2 separate regions of the Mus musculus genome follow, and region 1 is linked to region 2. The links are chromatin contacts, called in public promoter capture Hi-C maps. All regions are on one chromosome and are shown on one strand. Each heading gives the region's core, a stretch centred on a gene start, on an enhancer-like site or on the middle of the called end of the contact. The rest is flanking DNA. Distances are from core to core; before and after follow the strand shown. Region 1 holds the start of 4930524J08Rik. Region 2 overlaps Bmp2k (BMP2 inducible kinase).

The links. Promoter capture Hi-C pulls out the DNA fragments that hold promoters and counts their contacts.
Region 1: a promoter capture Hi-C map of liver shows a contact between it and region 2, with 5 times the contacts expected there. The contact joins the promoter of 4930524J08Rik here to the enhancer-like site in region 2. A contact is called at or near these places in 4 of 39 promoter capture datasets (the 3T3-L1 cell line, hippocampal neurons and liver) and 1 of 115 datasets of contacts at active chromatin or transcription factors (astrocytes).

What each region holds. Positions count from the first base shown.
Region 1 is chr5:99,977,425-99,980,658 of GRCm38.p6, reverse strand. 4930524J08Rik reads right to left here and starts at 1,724. Exons shown (of 2, transcript XM_030254981.1): 1 at 1,707-1,724; 2 at 993-1,622. The coding sequence starts at 1,724. The coding sequence ends at 1,107. It overlaps Hnrnpd (heterogeneous nuclear ribonucleoprotein D), which reads left to right and starts at 1,721. Exons shown (of 9, transcript NM_001077265.2): 1 at 1,721-2,267. The coding sequence starts at 2,035.
Region 2 is chr5:97,077,447-97,080,692 of GRCm38.p6, reverse strand. All of the region lies in intron 15 of Bmp2k (BMP2 inducible kinase), which reads right to left. Among named protein-coding and RNA genes, the nearest start is that of Paqr3, 33 kb to the left of the region's middle. Within about 2 kb of position 1,807, at least 15 of the 459 cell types and tissues checked have an H3K27ac peak or open chromatin away from gene starts, as enhancers often do. A contact at or near this core is called in liver, where this site is marked.

The DNA.
Region 1 (3,234 bases), core at 475-2,974, 2.9 Mb before region 2:
GCAGGCAGGGTAGGCAATGACCTGTGGGCTGAGAGCTTTCCATCCTGATCCACAGGCAGCAGGCAGAAAGGCCTGGTATGGCCTTTGAAACCTCAAAGCAAATTCCATGAATACCATCTCCCAACACAGCCATGCCTCCTAATCCTTCCCAAACAGTTCCATGGCATGGTGACTAAAACATTCAAACATAGGAGCCTTTGGGACCAATCTCTAAACCACTACAACCAGTTTTTCTAAAAGGCTCATCATTTAAATCCATAGGATAAATAAAAACCTCGGGTTCATCCAAGTTGTTGCCAACCTGCAATATTTGACTTGAGTCATCTTATTTGGTCAGTATTTTTGGATGGTAAAGAAAAACGTGGAATCACTTCTTTTTCGCCAATCATCTTGGTGGTTGCCTGTCTGTGATTTGCTCAATGTTGAAGACATTTCCACTATTTGATGCATATTCTTTCATTTTATGGATTCTGTAACAAACTGTAGTGATAAATCTTGTTTTAATCGTTGGGATTTTCAGATTATGTACAGTTACTGTAAATTGACTTAAAGTACACCATGGGAAGCATTTATTTAAAATTTTTTTATGTGTTTTGCTAAGGGGTAATGCCAGGTTGGCCTCAACAGTCCTTCCTCCCTTCTCTGGGATCACAGTTCTGGGATTACAGCGTGTACCTAATTAGCTGGGCTGAAGTCCTGTCCCTGTATGCTGTCTTTTGTAAACTTCTCCAAACCCTGTTTGGAAACTGGATACTTACTAAGCAGTCGAGTGGTTGACGACAAAAAAAACCAAACCAAACCAAACCAAACCAAACCAGAAATTCCATTTTCTTCTAAGTCTTGCAGGAAGCTTCAAAGTCTAACTCCTGAGTAGGAATTCCAATAGGTTTCTTAGCGATTAATTTTAAAATCGTGAATCACACGCCTAACGGCGTTTCATTTTTTTCTTTTTATAAAATCGCCACCTCAACACCACAAACCCAGAAACCTCGTAAAGATGATTCATGACATTTATATATCCTGTTTAATACAAGGACTGTAACTCGTAAAAAAAAAGGAGCCCTGGAGTCGACCTTAATACATACACTTCCCAATCCATAGTGACTTCAAAGAATCGTGGCCGGCGTTAGGCTCTTGTAATAACGGAGGCAAAGCTTAAGACTAGGGAAGCAACTCTGAGAAGAGGCAGCCTCGACCATCAAAGCCGCCTTTGGACAGCGCCGCGGCGGAGCCTCAATGTCACCCGGCGCAGGGACGGCGGAGCACTGCACAGGCGCGGCCCGCTGCCCCACGCAGGTCCCGGGGCCCACAGCCGTGGCTCCCTGAGGGCAGCCTCCACGAAGTCTCCGCTGGGGATGGACGAACCACACCCCTCCAGGTCGGCCGCGCCTGCCAACCAAAGCCGAGGAGCGGCCGGTGACTCCAGGAATCCGCGGAAGGGCGGGGCCAAGGGACGGGGGCGGGGGAGGCCTCTCTAGCCGCGCCCTCGAACCAGCGCTCCTTGTTCTCGATGGTACCCGCGCGCCCCTCTTGCGCACGCCACTTCCGGTCCTCTTTAAAGGCCCGCGCCGCGCGACCGCGGGGCGTGAGAGCCAGTCGGAAAGGGACGGGGAGGGCGGGGCCTGCGCGGGGGGCGGGGCCTAGCGGTGGACGGGGGCGGGGGAGGCGCAAAGGGCGCGCTCCGGAGCCACGTGACCGGGACGCGCCGTTCTTCCGTCGGCCATTTTAGGTGGTCCGCGGCGGCGCCATTAAAGCGAGGAGGAGGCGAGAGTGGCCGCCGCTGCTACTTCATTCTTTTTTTTTTCAGTGCAGCCGGGGAGAGCGAGAGAGCGCGCTGCGCGAGAGTGGGAGGCGAGGGGGGCAGGCCGGGGAGAGGCGCAGGAGCCCTTGCAGCCACGCGCGCGCCTTGTCTAGGGTGCCTCGCGAGGTAGAGCGGGCATCGCGCGGCGGCGGCGGGGATTACTTTGCTGCTAGTTTCGGTTCGCGGCGGCGGCGGCGTCGGCGGGTGTCGTCTTCGGCGGCGGCAGTAGCACTATGTCGGAGGAGCAGTTCGGAGGGGACGGGGCGGCGGCGGCGGCAACGGCGGCGGTAGGCGGCTCGGCGGGCGAGCAGGAGGGAGCCATGGTGGCGGCGGCGGCGCAGGGGCCGGCGGCGGCGGCGGGAAGCGGGAGCGGCGGCGGCGGCTCTGCGGCCGGAGGCACCGAAGGAGGCAGCGCCGAGGCAGAGGGAGCCAAGATCGACGCCAGTAAGAACGAGGAGGATGAAGGGTGAGTAAGGGGCGGCCCCGGGCAGCCGCTCGCCAGGCCCCCTCCCCCTCCCCGCCATTAGGCCTCGCTCCCGCGACCGCCCGCCCGCCCGCAGGCCCCAGTGCAGTCGCCCCCTCGGCCGCCCCTCTTGTACCTCGGGCTCCCCCCCGGGCCTGCATCTCCTTCCCTGCCTGCTCGCCCCCTCCCCCATCACACACGTTTCCACCTTTAGCCGTCACCATGCTACTCCGCGGCCCGCCCTCTTTCCTCCCTCGCCGCGGGTCTCCTCCCACCGATGTGGCCGCCAGGATTTTTTCCCGCCTGTCGGAGCTTACCCTCCCACCCCACCCCCACGTCTCCCGGATTTCTAACCTCTTAGGCTTAAAAATGCAAACGCACAGAAAAGCTTTTTACCAGGGTTGCCAAGGTTGGTCGGGCGCTTCGCCCTCGCCCCCGAGACGGTGCGATTATTGACACGCTCTTGCTTTGGGAAAGCTGTAGGCTGTCCACCTCTCTTTTCTCCCGCGTCGGCCGCAGGCCATTGCTTTTAAATAGTTTTCGTCTTAGGATTCGTTCGTTCTGTCCACTTTACGCTGTCACCACGACACGCTCCTACAGGCCCTGCGTTTGTGCTGTAGACAGACCGGGCCTGCCAAAGTCCCTGGTCTGCTGGCGCGTTGGTGTGGCTCCGCGGGCTCCATTTAAGTCCTTCCTGGTCGATGGGGCCTGTACTTGACTGGGGCTCTTCCACCTCCCGCCTGCGGTTGCCCTTCCCCCATTCTGCCAAGTTATTCTCTCTATGCACCCTTTTCGCGCCCTCAGATTCTGGGTTGCCTATTTGTACAGATTGTAGTCTTTCCTTATTTAGTCTGTGCAACTACATTTTTTACATCTCTCTCCCGCCTTTTCAGTGCCCAGGAGCCTGTTTTGGTTTCTTCTCAGTCTCACCCTCTCACTATTGTTCAAAGGAGCCCACTCACCCTTTAAT
Region 2 (3,246 bases), core at 558-3,057:
ACCGTTAGTAACTGACAGGGGGAGCATCTGGTTTCATGGACTTAGCAGCTTGTCTTATCTGGGCCTGACTTTCCTGGGAACACAGCAGCGCTGGTGCACGATACAGACAACACCTGGCCACACCATTCTTTACTCTTGCTCCCTGCCTGGGAACAACACACTAAAATGATCAGTCTTTGGAGTCTTCTAGCAAGATGCACTGTCACTGCAGGGGACAAAAAAGCAAGCTTAACATTTAGGTACAGATTTAATAAGCAAGTGGCAGGGCCAAATCTTTATGGCCAAGCTATTATTTATTAATAAATAGCAGTAAAATAATCATTTGAGAGCTATTAGTTAAAATACTTGTCTCCCAAATAAGAAAATAAATAAATCTTAATTGAAACATATTAAATAGACTTCCAGGGAAAATAGTAATATATTAATATGTTCCACATTTAAGTAAGAAAAACATGAATAAAATTTTAAATTAGCTCAGATTCCAAGTAAAACCGTCATTCCCAATTTTAAGAGAGAACATTTTCAGAAATTCAACATTGTGAAGAGTCCGAACAATTTCAAACACCGAGACTTTCCCCTGAAAGACCTTACCTCAGAAGCTCCTGGACCAGAGTGGGCTCTGGACACAATCCACGTGCAGAAATGTTTCCCTACCGCCCCACCCACCCACACACATACGTCAGAAATTAGAGCACGTTATCATTTTGTCAAGTGTTGTTTGCATCCCAGTAACAGTGCAAGTTCACTCAGACCAAAAGCCTGAGAATATGTGACTAGGATAAGCAATGCAGATCTGAGGAGATCAGTAAAAGCCCTAAGTTTTCAAGTGTTAAATATCTTTTTAGTTTATAAAGTATCCAGCATTGAAATCCTAATTTAAACCACGAGAGCCAGGAGAACCTCGCTGAGCAACAGGAGAGAGCAAGCACAAACTCCAATTATCCTTCTGACCAGAGCCACTGTTCACCTCCCACACCTCGTGCACCACACTGTCAGTGATGGAATGTGCCAATCACTCAGTAACCTTAGCAACATCTCAGCATGGACTAAAGAAGTGGAATAACAACTGTTTGGTGTCTACCTAAAAATATACATACAACATAAAGTCCTCTTAAGCTAAATTAGAGAGCTGCTTGAAGACTTATAGTTTAGATGGTTTCATTACTCAGTGACTTGCTTCTTTAACCTGCAGAATGAATGGCATTATCGGCCTCACGGCTTTTATTAGGGATTAAAGTGAAGACGCAGAGAGACTGTGGGCAGCAGTCATGGCACTTGTAGGTACTCTTCATGGAGCCCTAACTACACACTTGTGATGCCCCAGGGAAGGTGTCAAAGGGTCAAGATATTTACTGCAGCACCAGTTCTCCACATTCTCTCCAACTCCTCACTACTGACTTCCCAATACACTGGGATCTGTAAGGTTTGCTCTAAGGTTTGCTATGATCTATGCTAGAGATGTCTTTCTCTTCCATTTGAAACACATCTTCAGAACTGACTTGCCATGTCCACAGGCCATCATGCCTTCCTATTTCTTGAAAGGTTTAGTCTAGTACCACTCAAATTTCAGTTCTTGGGCCTTCTCTTACATCTCTTCACTGTTTTGGAATTATAACCCTGTTTCTTAGCTTCAACTGTATCCTGAACTCTTTCAATAACAAGGGATTTGTAGACATACATTTAGTTCAATCTCTCTTTACACATGAGGAATTTGATAGTTACCAGAGTTTGGAGCCACATATATTAAAGCCTCAGTGACTTCTCCTGCTGCAGACACTACCTTCGAACTCTGACCTGTAAACTCTGGACTAGCGTCACCAGGCAATGTTCAGCACAGTTTACCAAAGCATTGCCAAGTACGACCAGGAGCTGGCCTGCCTGCTTCCTTTTGCCCCCTATGGCGGCATGCCATAACAGGGGAAAGTACTACCATATGGGTACTTGTTGTTTCTGCTTCAACAGTGTTTGAACTGAGCTGTTCCTTAAGGGTTCTTTATATATCTTTTATCACGTTTGCTTTGTCTTTCATGGGTGAGTAAGACAGTGTTTGACTTCAAAGCACCTTAGCAACCTGTGAGACACTGCTCCTCTGTCACTCTGAAGGCTCCATGCCTCCTCTGTCACCACATCTGACAATGGGTGACAGACACAACTGTATGTGTGTTGGGCAGGGAATGGGGAAGGGGAGGAGTGTGGGGGGTTCTGAAAACAAGCTTACCTCACCAAACAGATGCAAAAACAGGAATTCACCAAAAGAATGTTGAGAGAATAAACTGACCAATTCTGGGTTGTAAGTTTTCACAAAAGACAATTTCTAGATGTTCAAACTTCAAAGGTATATTCTTGCACAAGCTAAATGGAACCTTTAATACTCAATCCAAATTTGGAGGGGATATCTAACACAGCATTTCTTTGGCTGGATATTTATACAGTGGTTAACAGTATTCTCTTAAACACTTCATTTAAGAAGTGAAGTCCTAGTTAATGCTTCACTATTTTAAATCAATCCTGCAAAGTATATACCTGTAAATTCATAAACTACCGAAGAGCCACGTTGCTGAAAGTCCCCTCCTCAGGGACAAAGCACATTTGCCACATTCTGTCTACACTGCAACTCTTCCCATTTCGTTTCCGCTCAAAGGGCAAACAGTTGGCATCCTTTTAATCATGTAAGAAGCTTGCTGTGTCAAGGAAATTTTGTTTCAATGCTCTTTTCTTTAGTATCAGCTTATAGAGGATAAATGGCTTGAACTGCGATTGTAATTACATGCCGTCTGTTGTCCTATCATCCAGGCAGAGGAGGGGAGGGGCACTTTAAAGCACACTGTGAATTGGAAGCATACTGCCTGCCGTCATTTCCCAACAATTTATCATGTTAGGCCTCCGGATTAGTGGATTAGCAAAAGGTTTTATGAGAATCTGCAGGACTGCTCTGAAGGCAGGCCAAGTGGCAGAGTCCGAATGCAAGAAGACAACCACACAGGCTGTGAGCACTATTTCCAAACACAAGATGCCATAAGATGGGCCATTTTCTTATCTGACTGGTGGTGCAGGTTGTCTTCCATTTCATTTTTTAATTGCTTACTACTATTTATGCTACTCTTTATGGAAGAGTTTAACATCAGAACTGGATTCCTACTTATTAATTATGTGACTTAAACAAAGTAACTGGCACCCTCTGAGCCCGTTTCCATAGAACATATGGCAGATTTTAATTACGGCAAATAATATTGCCAACATCTTGAA